Linked DNA regions of Mus musculus: region 2 is linked to region 1. Evidence: chromatin contacts called from public Hi-C data. All regions are on one chromosome and are shown on one strand. The core of a region is the stretch at or near the end of the contact, and the rest is flanking DNA. Distances in the headings are between cores, read along the strand shown.

Evidence for each region. Hi-C and Micro-C count contacts between places; a contact is called where the count stands out from the background.
Region 2: a Hi-C map of bone marrow-derived macrophages shows a contact between it and region 1, with 19 read pairs. The contact joins two enhancer-like sites. A contact is called at or near these places in 7 of 484 Hi-C or Micro-C datasets (B cells, bone marrow-derived macrophages, cerebral cortex and 3 more), 9 of 115 datasets of contacts at active chromatin or transcription factors (bone marrow-derived macrophages, embryonic basal ganglia, embryonic forebrain and 6 more) and 3 of 9 other capture datasets (adipose tissue, embryonic stem cells and pancreatic islet).

Annotation. Positions count from the first base shown.
Region 1 is chr3:146,347,260-146,353,604 of GRCm38.p6, reverse strand. It overlaps Gm40167 (a long non-coding RNA gene), which reads right to left. Exons shown (of 2, transcript XR_867699.1): 1 at 3,721-6,345; 2 at 2,391-3,542. Among named protein-coding and RNA genes, the nearest start is that of Gm40167, 4.0 kb to the right of the region's middle. Within about 2 kb of position 3,069, at least 10 of the 459 cell types and tissues checked have an H3K27ac peak or open chromatin away from gene starts, as enhancers often do. A contact at or near this core is called in bone marrow-derived macrophages, where this site is marked.
Region 2 is chr3:146,746,104-146,751,680 of GRCm38.p6, reverse strand. It overlaps Prkacb (protein kinase, cAMP dependent, catalytic, beta), which reads left to right. Exons shown (of 10, transcript NM_011100.4): 4 at 136-234; 5 at 1,116-1,198; 6 at 3,634-3,760; 7 at 4,986-5,081. Among named protein-coding and RNA genes, the nearest start is that of Gm36521, 64 kb to the right of the region's middle. Within about 2 kb of position 1,905, at least 8 of the 459 cell types and tissues checked have an H3K27ac peak or open chromatin away from gene starts, as enhancers often do. A contact at or near this core is called in bone marrow-derived macrophages, where this site is marked.

The DNA.
Region 1 (6,345 bases), core at 1,820-4,319:
ACCTGAGCCAGTCATGAAGTCACTGGAAAAGACACCAGGTCTGTTGCCACCTAAAGTTTAGATCCACGAGACCCATGTTTGACTGAGAACGTCATGCCGTGAATAGTAAGTCTGAGTTCTGAACCTACCAGCATTATGGTTGCTTCTTACGTTGGCAGTGGAAACTAACACACGATGTGAATCAGGGTAAGAGGCCAGGGCAAAGACAGGGCACTCTGAGGATGATATGGGAACCGTCCTTACACCAGAGGGCTCCCGTGGGCCTATAACCGAGTTCCCAGTCGAAAAGGTCAACTTGAAGCAGACACTTGGAAAGCCCTAACTGAGAGATTAATGAATTTAAGCAAAGAAGGCTGCAGAAGATTCAAGTGTATGGTGTTAATAGAGAGGATCACAGAAGCAGGGGCCAAGACAACTCCTTGGGACAGGGTTGCTCCCTGTAATGTTACCCAGGGCTACCCGGGGTTCTGCTGGGACACGCTGCGAATAGGCCCAGGGACAACCATTGTTACTGTGCAGAGCACATTTTTTTTTCATGATCTTCCATTTCAGTCTCCATTTCAGCTAAGGTTTCTGAGGCTAAGATAATACCAGATGAGCTCAGCATAAAGTGTTTCCTTCCAGTCTACCCACACAGAGGCAAGGGGTAGGAACAATGATCTAGGAATGGCGCCCAGGCCCGGAGGCTTCTGTTGGAGGGCCAGAGGGATTACCAGGGGATACAGGCCATTTGTGATGTGGCTCCAGTTTAAAGCAGCCAGCATAAGGGAAAGGCCTCCGTGTGAAGGGAAGATCGACCAGTGAATGATTCTAGAGACTAAGTGCACCTAGAACCATCAGACCTTCAGCTGAGGCTGGCAAGGGCCAAGGAACAACACAGCCCCGATCCCCCATCAGGCTTGGTAAACCTCAGGCCGAAGGATCCGGACACTGCGTTTTGGGGTCATATTAGCTGACCCCAAAGAGGACAACTACAGAGCAGAAAATGCTTCCTCCAAAAGAGTCCAGCCTCGGACCCATGAAAAGCTAGGTATAAAGGGAGAGACAGCAAGAGGTGACACCTAAGTTTGTGCTTCACCACTAAGCCATTAGAGGGATGCAGCCCGGACTATCAACATCCCGAGACCTTTAGAAACAGGAAACCCTACCCCAGAGAGGCGGATTGAGGGCCTAGAAGGGAAGTGCAGTTCCCTGTGGTTCCAGCAGGTGTCAGCAGGCACATTGCAATTACTGGGGCATTATTACAATGCACAAAGTGGCTTACGCCAAGAGGAAGCTCCAATGGATTAGTCATCCTTTTGATGCCTTCAGCTTTGCAACTCATGCTCAGAGACATCATTGGAAGGTTTACAAGATTCATGCAAAAGCTGTTTCAGGCCTCCCCAGTTCCCCACCCCCCACTCCCATCCAAATCTGTCCAGTGGATACTTCACACGCAGGTCTAACATATCAATAACAATGGTGGCAGCCATTTTGAGCACCCACTGCATTCCAGGCTTTGTTGCTGTGTGATAATAAAATATGTATTATTGTAAATCATGGAGAAATTGTATTATTATCACCATTTTACAGCCCAGGAGCCTGGGGTGCAGAAACATCATCTGCTAGTGGGTAGCCATAAGGATGGGAATATAAAAACTGAGTCCAGGTTTGTCTACACATCTGGATAATTTGAATAACTCTGAAAAATATCTACCATGGTCTAGAATACAGCACTTTACCTAGCATGTGAGAAGCCCTGGGTCCCAGCCCCAACAATGCAAAAAAACAACAGAAGCATAAAAAAACAAAAACAAAACAAAAAAGCTCTATGGAAGATCAACAGATCAACATACAGGAAGTCCTGTGCTGACATCAGACCTTAATAGCTCTCTAGGTGATTCTATTTTGTAGTCTGCACAAAGAACCAAGCAACTGGTTAAAACAAACAGTAATTGGGTCCCTTAGGGGATAAGCCCCTGGGACACCTGGGTGTGTAGTGTATCTAGGTGATATAACACTTACGTATTATGTACAAGACCCTGATTTTCATCCACAGCACCAGGAGAGAGAGAGAGAGAGAGAGAGAGAGAGAGAGAGAGAGAGAGAGAGAGAGAGAGAGATTGCCCTGGGTGGACCCACAAGCAGCCTAGCTCAAGCAGAAACACCAGAAGGGAGCCCTTTTCTTATTTTAGAGTATTGCCAATATCAAGGATAAGGAGAGTGATCGATTCCTCCTGGGGCTGTGCTGGGATTAAAGGTGTGTGCCACTATGCCCAGCAACAGCCTGAGATTTTATTCAGCCAGTTTAGGTTTCAAAATAAGAATGTTATAACTTTACTGAATAAGAATAATAAATACTTGTAAGTTGATTACAGTTGTGGCCAAAGCTACGGTCATACAGGCCCAGATTCTGCTTAGTCATATTGGTTTTATTCTTAGAATATTTACAGAGTCAATTCTAGGCATTAAAGGGGAAATAGACAATGTCCATGCATGAGACAGAGGGGCCGGATTGCCTCCTTCTCTGCCAAGAATCTGTCTACTGGGGATTCAAAATGGTGGTTTGCTCGTTCACATTTTGACATTGTGACCATTCATGCTTAAGAATCAGAATTGAATAAAAACAAAACCCAAAAATAACAAAAAAAAAAAAAAACCTAAAATATTGCCCCCAAATTTGTAATACTTTAAGTCACTTTATGACTTTGGGTTGGACTGTATTGATAGCTCTTCTGGGCTCCATGTGACCCACAGGCCATGGGCTGGAATTATCCTGTGGAAGATGAGTCAGGTTGCTTCCTGTGCTGAGACTAGCTCTGACAGTGACCGGTCTATATCTGGACTGATGCAGACTCGAGGAGATGGCACAGAGTGGGTCATTTCAAGGTCAACTCTTTTGTGGGGAAATCCAGGGATGTTGAACGTACGACCAAGCTCAGGGATGTAAGATCCAGCATTTGAACCACACTGTTCTCTGACCCTCCTACAGAAAGATTTAAGAACCTTGGAAAGGCCATATCATAGGCTAGCAGTGGATGACAGAATTCAAGAAGGGTTGGCTTGGTCTGTGTGATGATCAGGGGCTCTGAGCATGTGCTTGGGGCAATGTCTTGATTCTTTAAGCAGTGTGGGAAGATGCACTTTAGTTGTGACTGGCATGGGACTGCCTAAGTGGACGAAATGAGCTCAGCACTAAGACTGGCGCATTCGTCGCTCTCTTGTGACTGGATGTGATGTGAGCAGGTCTCTCAGGCTCCTGCAGCCGGAACTTCCTGCCATGGTGGACTATAGCCTGGGCAGCTGGCCTGAACCCCTCTCCTTTAAGTTGCTTTGTCAGAATGGTTTTATCACAGCAAGTCACTAAAGGAGCCCAGGGTCTAGCAACTTTCCTGGACTTCAGTCCCGGCTGTGACCCACAGCAAGTGCTGTTCATTCTGTGGGTGGCGGCACCCGCGGGCAGCCCATGAGGTCACTTCCTTTTGTGAGTGGCTGTAAGGCAGGAGTCACAGCTTTTGAAAATCCATGCTGGTCTGTCTTGAACTGATCAAGTATCTAGCAATCTGATAGAGAGACAGATAATTGTTAGACTGAACCAGCTTCACCAGCTTCTCCGTTGGTGCTGCCTGACAGCTGTCATTGGTAGTATAAAGATGTCCCTCCCTTCAGGCTCTCACCCTGCTCTCTCTCTCGGGAGAGGGGCGTGTCACACTTGCCAGCTTCACCTCCATTCTTCCTTACCTGTTTTTTCCAGTGCTGGGCATCAACTCCAGGAACCTCCTTCATGCCTGGTAAACATTGGACCACCAGGTCAGCACCCACAGACCTTCCTACCTGCAGGAGGGCTTTGGATTTGATAAGAAAAGCAACCACTTTGTAACAACCAGTGATCCCTTGCCCCGCTGGCTCAGCCACACGGCTACCGAAATGCTTTTGTTGGTCTAGGGAGGGCTGGGCTCATTCTTTTTCTCTAGATGTGTGGCTCTCCATAATCCATCCCCAGCTGTTGACTTGCTAAGGGCTTGATGATGATGACTCAGCTGCTCTGTGGCAGAAAGCAGGCGCGTTTGTCACGGGATACCCAGTACCTTCCAGTGAGGGGTTGGAGGCAGGAGGGTCAGAGGTTCAAGGTCATTCTCAGCTACATAGAAAGTTTGAAGCCAGCCTGGGCTACACGAGATCCTGTCTCAAAACAAAACAGAACACCTTAAATAAACAAACAGGCATCGTCTCCCTTTGCCCCTGGGGGAAAAGCAGGCGTTACCTAGTAAATGATAAACCTTGGGTTACACGACTCTCCCCAAATTTCCACAGCGTCGCCAGTTTTTCTCGAGAGATGAGCATTTGGGGCATGGTGTAGTCCCTAGAATCCTGGGTTCATCTTGCAACAAGATACCACTAAGCTGTCCTTTGTGCCATGCTGAAGTGAGATAGACCATTCTTCCCACGTTTGATCAGCATTGGCCAAGCATTCCCGGTATGTGCTAGGGTGGGGCAGCTCTCATGGACACAGAACTTCTGAAGTTGGCTTTCATCTGCTCCTTCCTTCCATCCCTGGAGCCTATGGCCACCCACTATGCTTTAACACTAGGGAGAGCTGCACCCGGCTTTGTCTGAGTTCTGCTTTAGACTTGGAGCCATAGACAGCGGGAGCTAGGCAGGGCTTGGAGCTGTGTGGTCCAGCCGCTCACCATCAGCCCATGCTGCTGTAGGTAATCAGAGTGATCTTGCTTACTTCACCAAGATGGATCCACCAGAATCTTTCTTGGCCAGTCTGCAACCTTCTTATTTCTGAGAAAAAAATATTTCTTTGATGCCTCCTCAGGAGAATCACCCCCCACCCACGATGTCCCCAACACAAACGATAAACCCTACATCATGCAAAGTAGGACCTCACTGGATCCTAGTTGAATCTGTGTCAGAAGCAGAGTTTACAGACTCCTAATAGTGTGGCATAGCTGGAAGTACGTCAAAAAGCTCTGAGCTCTGGGAGGTTCTAGGTGGTTCTCTGGCACAAATACTTCATGACTTTCTTTGCCTTGTATGTTTGCCTCATGGGTCATATTCCTCAGAGTGTTGCCATCAAGCCCCCCTCCCCTCCCCGATTTTTTTGCTAGCTATGGGAAGATCTGTGCGTACTTAAACTGGAAGAATAATTGGGACCATTTTGATGTGATACCAGGCAATATTCCTATTTGAGAAATAAATTTATGCTTAGAACAAAACTACATTTCAAATAGTGTCAGTGATTTACACCTTCTTGGGCTTCAGAGAAAATCTGAGCTTAACAGAGATCTTCTCAATTCTAGGAACGTTCAGCATTGCCACAGATGTACCATGGTAAGGGAGCTTGTCTCCAGGGTGAGAGAAGGTTCACATAACAGGGCTGCCACTATCACCCTTCACGCTGAAGACGTACACACAGTGTGATCCAACAGCTTCCAGTCTAGTCTGCCCTGTTGTAAAAGGCTTCTCACGTCCACTGTATTGATGGCCTGACCCGCTCACTAATGGACTGTGATGTGTGGTTGGAGAAATCCTGCAGCAGGAGAGGGGAGGAGTGGCCGCAAGCTCAAGACTAACTGGAAGCTGAGACGGCTGCTGGGAAGGAAGGTTTGGGGAATGTGGTGGGATCTACATCCAAGATGTACTACTGATCCATGGAAGCCTGGGGCGCTCGGAGGAGGAGCTGGGCTGTCTGGATGACGAGATGGTGGAGATGTCCGTGCTTGTAGGGAGGGTGTGGAGCAAGAAAGCCCTGTGTTCTTTCTCTCTTTCAGTAACACGGTGTGATCAGGAACAGTGCCACCCTGCTCTCAGTGGAAGGATCTCTGCCATCCCTCGGGAGAAGCTCCCATTCCGGAGATGAAACTCCACAGTCAACTTCATGACACTCTGCATAGTCCTGACATTTCGACTGCATCTCAGTAAGTCCCTTGAGGCACATAAGTGGCCAGGCCCCTCCCCCGAAGACCATGACCCACCAGGTTCCACTTACAGACATTAACTGTCCTAATGGCCAGCCCCAGCTCCTGCCCTATACAGTAAAAGGCCCAAGCGTCAAACTAGAACTCTTGCCACTCCCCACCCTGGAAAGCCCTGCCCCTAAGCAATCCTGTACAACCCCTGTCTACTGCAGTCTGCTGCTTCTCTCCCAAGCAGAGGTTGCCTCCCTCCTGGGGTTCTCCCTCCCAACAACTCTCTTATGTGAGGGTTGTTGCCCCCTGCCACTTGGTGGTATTCTTGGTTCCCAACTCTAAGTGCCCTGGCTCCGAACAGAAAGGCTTCCCTATAGAAGTGTCCCAGCTCTCCTTCAGTTGCAGGCGAAGGATTCCCTTATCCAAGTTCTGCTCTGAGAGGTATCCT
Region 2 (5,577 bases), core at 656-3,155, 400 kb before region 1:
TTACTATTTTCTTTATTGAGGTCTAGTAATCCTGTTCATCCGTTGTGATTATTACATGCAAGATATTTTTCTTTGAAATGATAACAACATTTAAATTTGTTGAAATACACTGACGTCTGTGTCTTCCCCTTGCAGGTTGTTAAGCTGAAGCAAATAGAGCACACTCTGAATGAGAAGAGAATCCTGCAGGCCGTGGAGTTCCCGTTCCTTGTGCGGCTGGAGTACTCTTTTAAGGTCAGTTGCCCCATTAGGAAATACCTAATGAAGGTATTTCCACCCAGATATGCTTTTGGCACGTGAAACAGTAGGAGAAGCCTGGTGAAATGATAAAACTAGAGAGTGGACGTGAGCAAACACTCTAAGCCCTGGATTGTGTGTGATCAGCCCGTTGTGCTTGTGAGCTGGGGCAACGTTGAGGGAGTCCTGCTTCTTTCTGGATCAGTGATGCACGGGTGGACATCTTCCTAGTCAGTCTTATGCTCATTCAAATGAAGATGCTACGCATGTTCTGCAGAGCGTAAACCCTTCCTGTGACGGCCTGGAGATTTTCCTTCGTGTACTGATTTGTACTCTGGGCTTTTGTGGCTTTATTGTTGCTGTTGCTTTGCTAACCAGGAGAACGACCTCTGTGCCACTGTTGCTAAGTCAGCTAAAGTGGAGGTGGATCCTTCAAATCCGCGCTGCCCTGGTTCTGTGGAGTGACGCTTCTCAGGACTGCTGAGCACAGGCGGCACCTTGCTCCTGCCTAGTCCTTAACATAGACAGCCATCCAGCTTTCAAACAGAAAATGTCAATAGTCTTATTAGCTTTTCCAAATTGTTTTCAATGTTATTATTTCTTTGCATATGCTGTGCTAGTATGTCATTGTTGTAATATTTCATTATTCTGAATTAAATGTCCCCTTCAAGAAGAGGAACAGCAAAAGTCTCAGGTTTCTTTGTGGCTGGAATACTAAGGGGGTCGAGATGAGTGTGGAAAACTAGAGCACTTTTTATTTCGTGTCTCTCCCACTCATTTCTATTGATCTGTTAAATGGATTTTGACTTTGCCCTTTCTAATTGAACATGCTGTCATCTTAAAATGTTTTATAATTGGTACTTGTTATTTGTTCATAGGATAATTCTAATTTATACATGGTTATGGAATACGTCCCTGGGGGAGAGATGTTCTCACATCTGAGAAGAATTGGAAGGTTCAGGTAACGCACGCGCGCGCGCACGTCCTCCTCCTGAGTCTTCCCATGCTTGCATTTACTTTAAGCCAAAACACATCTGAGTCAATTAACTCATTTTATCCATAGGAAGTACTAGGTGAGCACAGCAATAGGAAGCTATGACAGATATGAGCTTTACATTTCAAATGAGAGCACCATGAAACTAATTTAAATATTCTTCCACTGGTAAGTAGTGTGACCTGATTTGAAGAATTTCTAAAAATAAAAAATTTAAATTTAAAAAACCAACATGTTTTGAAAAAAAATAATAGTATTTGAGATATATAACAACACATGCTATGTGACTCCTAATAATACTTAGTGGGCATTTATAACAAATTTGATTGAGCGAATATGAGGAAGAAGACATAAAAGTAATAGTGATCATGGTGATGGATGAGGTTGTGTTATAAAGTCTTTTTAGACTTATATTAAAGCTTTTCTCATGTGGAGTTCCTTAAATGTATATACAAATTGCATACACAATTATATTTACATATATAATTAGTAATGTGCCAAGTTTTTACTAACATGCTTCAATTTTTATCTATGTACAAGGTTCATAGCGACAACTGTTAATTAGTAATCATTTATAAAATGTATCTTAAGATTAAGACCAGAATAAGTTTCACTCAGTATTCAGAATTCAGTTAAACGGAAGTGTGAGTTTCCGTGGACTGATGACTGACTCATAGATCGTAGAGTTGTGTCATCACAAGAGAATAACACAGAAGCAGCCATTTGTTATGTGAGCTGCCTGAGCCTAAGCCAAGATGCATTCATTGACCTTTAGTGCAAGGGAAACCTAGTGCATGGAGACTGTAGTGAAATGTGGCTTCTCTTTGACATTGATGATCTTCTTTTACGTCCTGTCTTCACCTCTTTCCAATCACCCTGTCTGTGGTTCTGCTCCGTTCTTTGTTCTGTGACTCTAAGGAAGCCCTATATACTTAAAGTATTGCAACCATGCCCTTGTCCCTGTTGTCCTTCTGTGCTTACACTGAAATGCCACGCCCAAACCTGTCCTTTTCTGTAAGCCCTTGTCTCTTTCCTGTGAGGCTGCCCCACCTGCAGCCGTAAGAAAAGCAAGCTGACTAGAATGATCCCTGAGCTCTCATTTGCTGTATGTGAACCCTAAGCACTGCATTTTCTTACAAGGGGACTTAAGTAATGGCTCAGTGTGACTTTTATCAGTCTAGTCAGTCATTTGAGTCTTGACTTAGACTGGTTCTTCACTTAAAGCTGCTTTAATGCATTGCATTTAGAATATGTTCTTGCATTTCAACATTTTGATTACTGGATTGGTACATTCTCTGTATTTCTTCACACAAGCATTAGGTTGAATAAACAAATAAAGGCGACACCAAGCAGACCTCATAGTTACAGATGAGGAGAGAAGATATAATGGGGTCTTCCAGATCAAATTCTCAGGGCTTCATGCCCCAAACCAGGGAGGAGTCCCCCAATATCTACTCCAGAGCCCCCCTCATTCTTTATTTTCTTGTTGGGACCTGGCTGAAACTGGAGAGGCAATGTAAAATACCTCTGCTTGTTCCAAAAATTAGCCAGTTTTTCTTGGGCACCTGAAGTGAGTGTGGCAAGGAAGGACCTGTGGGCTATGCTGATGGGCACAAAGAGCAGCAGGTGTCCACGTCCTCTTAGGTATCTCTGATTCTGCTGCCATCCCTTGAAATTCTATCAGTAATTGAGGTTGTTTATTAAAGACACAAGTCTGAAAATCATAAAAAATTATCAGACAGATTAGCAAACACTCAATGAATGTTTTTGAAAATTAACTACAAATTCCAATTAGAAATTTGGTATACCATTTTCAAATAATTCTAAGGTTATAGCATGAAAATTGCACTAATGTCAGAGTTTCTAGATATATGACTTAGGTACAGATTGTGTCTATGTGACTATAAACGTGCCCGGTTGGAGATTAGGAAACTTGAGTGACAAGATTGCCTGTATAGTTCTAGATGGGATTGTGTGTGTTCTTACCAGGATTTTATATGATGCCGAGTGTGTGCCAGTCAGTGAATAGGGGACAGTGTTGATCTTCAGATGAATGCAGCTAAGCAGTTCTGTATAATGAAACTCCTTAAACCCCTGAGCTGTGGTAGGAAAGTGAGTGGAGCCTGGGACCTGGGAACTGCGGTGGGGGCTCTTCTAGACCATCCTCTCAAGGGCAGCTGTATTTACAATGGCATCACCAGCTCCCAGTTTGGGCAATGATAACTTGCAATAAGATGTGTTATTTGAAGGCAATAGATGTTTGGAAAATGACAAATTTTTCACCAATATTTGAATAAGGAAACCCTCTCCCCAAATGCATCCACTCCGTTTGCATTTAGTGTATAATCCACGAGCGAGCATTCTTCACCCGTTTCTACAGGAAACTGCTTTCTCTTTTCCAGTGAGCCCCACGCCCGTTTCTATGCAGCCCAGATTGTGCTAACATTTGAGTACCTTCATTCCCTCGACCTCATCTACAGAGATCTCAAGCCGGAAAACCTCTTAATTGACCACCAGGGTTACATCCAGGTAGGATTGGATCCCATGGCATGGATGCATTTGGCAGACACTGAAATAGCTTCACACATCTTGCCTCAACTGTCAGTGTTTGATGGGTGGGTTGGTTGGTTGGCTGGTTGGTCGTTTGGTTTGGTTTGAAGGAGAAAGTTGGTTCTATCTAAAAGGCTTGAAGTGAGCTGACAGCTCTGCCTTTACAGGTGTGTACATCACTCATGAAGGAGGGGAGGGGCCTGTTTGTATCCCCTAGAATCAGTGGCTGTGAGCTAAGCTTAGGCTCCTGCCAAAAGAAACAGTGTGGCTAACTGTGTGAGTAGTCGTGGGTGCCGGAAATCCTGTCTGTGTAGCTCTAGTCTCTCAGTCTGAAAACCCCAATCAAAACTGGTCCAGTCGGAAATCCGTTTGTATATTGACGTCTCACCCTAAGTGGAGAATTGCTCAGGTGACTTCATGGGACAGTGTGATCAGAGTCAGGCGCCCTGATGAGAGTGTTTGCAGTTCCTCCAGGCTGTGACCGTGCATCGTCTACAGAACATGAATTCTGTGGCTGCCTCCTCACCAGGATCTCGATGCTCATTTGGAATTATTAAAAAAAAAAAAACTGGAAAAATCCAAACTTTGAAGCACTCTTGGTACCTAATACTTTGGATAAGCAATAGTCAATCTGTGTTGCCTCTTTTAATACTAATATTAACCATGTGAATTATAAATACTCCTAATCTCAAAGTTAATGTGTCTCAGTCATGGCCAGGTACATAGTCAGGAATGGAAGAATTAGAATTTTAACCCAGAAAGTCTAGCAATGTTTACCACTCAAATTCGTGACTGGCTGGGACCTAACTGCAGACACAGCAGTTAATGGGTATCTTTTCTCTAGTTCCTTTAATAGCTTGAGGCCACGGCTTTCTAGGGCTTACCTGTCAGAAGTGTGTCCGCAGAGGATGACCCATGTCACGGGCAGAGCCAGGCAGGACTTTGGGGTGTCTCACCAGCACTTACTGTGTACTGGGCCTCTACCTTTGCTCCTCCTGTTCACTTGTGAGGTGCATAGGTCTGTGTCCTGCCACACGAGAGTTGTTTTTGTTTTGAGAAGAGATGGGGTTTCATGAATTACTGTTAATCGTGTGGACTTTTTTTTCATGTATATTATTTTAATCCTGAATTCTTAACTTTGGATTTGAGTACAGGACCTCTGTACTCTGTGAGTGAGTTTTCACATTCCTGTTTCCCTTCATAGGTCACAGATTTCGGGTTCGCCAAAAGAGTCAAGGGCAGGACATGGACATTGTGTGGCACCCCAGAGTACCTGGCCCCGGAGATCATCCTCAGCAAGGTACTGGGTATGACTGGCACACACAGGCAGAAGCTTGAAGTCCTTTAAGTTATAAGGGGGAGTGGGTGGGTAGGGGATTGGGGGGGTGGGTATGGGGGACCTTTGGGATAGCATTGAAAATGTAAACGAGGAAAATACCTAATTAAAAAAAAAAGTTATAAATCCAAACCTGCTGGGGCAGTCTGCCTAGCGCTGGTCACACATCTCTAAGTTGTGTTAGTTTTGACTCTGAGTCCTGATGAAGCAGAGTAATGACTCAACCCTCAGTGCAGCCCAGGCAGTCCTGGTTCTTCCAGCCAGGAAGGGTCCCAGTGCAGAGGGCTTGTTCCAGGCCCTTCCCAGATGCTGAGCTAGAGACAAGGTGGGTCAGCTGACAGCTCTTCCTTTCTTTCAAACTCACCACCTAAGCGAAGGGATGTCTGAAACATCTTAACAACAAGGTGAGCTTTGTCATTCCGTTGTAATCTGCAGTTGGCACAGACCAATGCTGCATGAA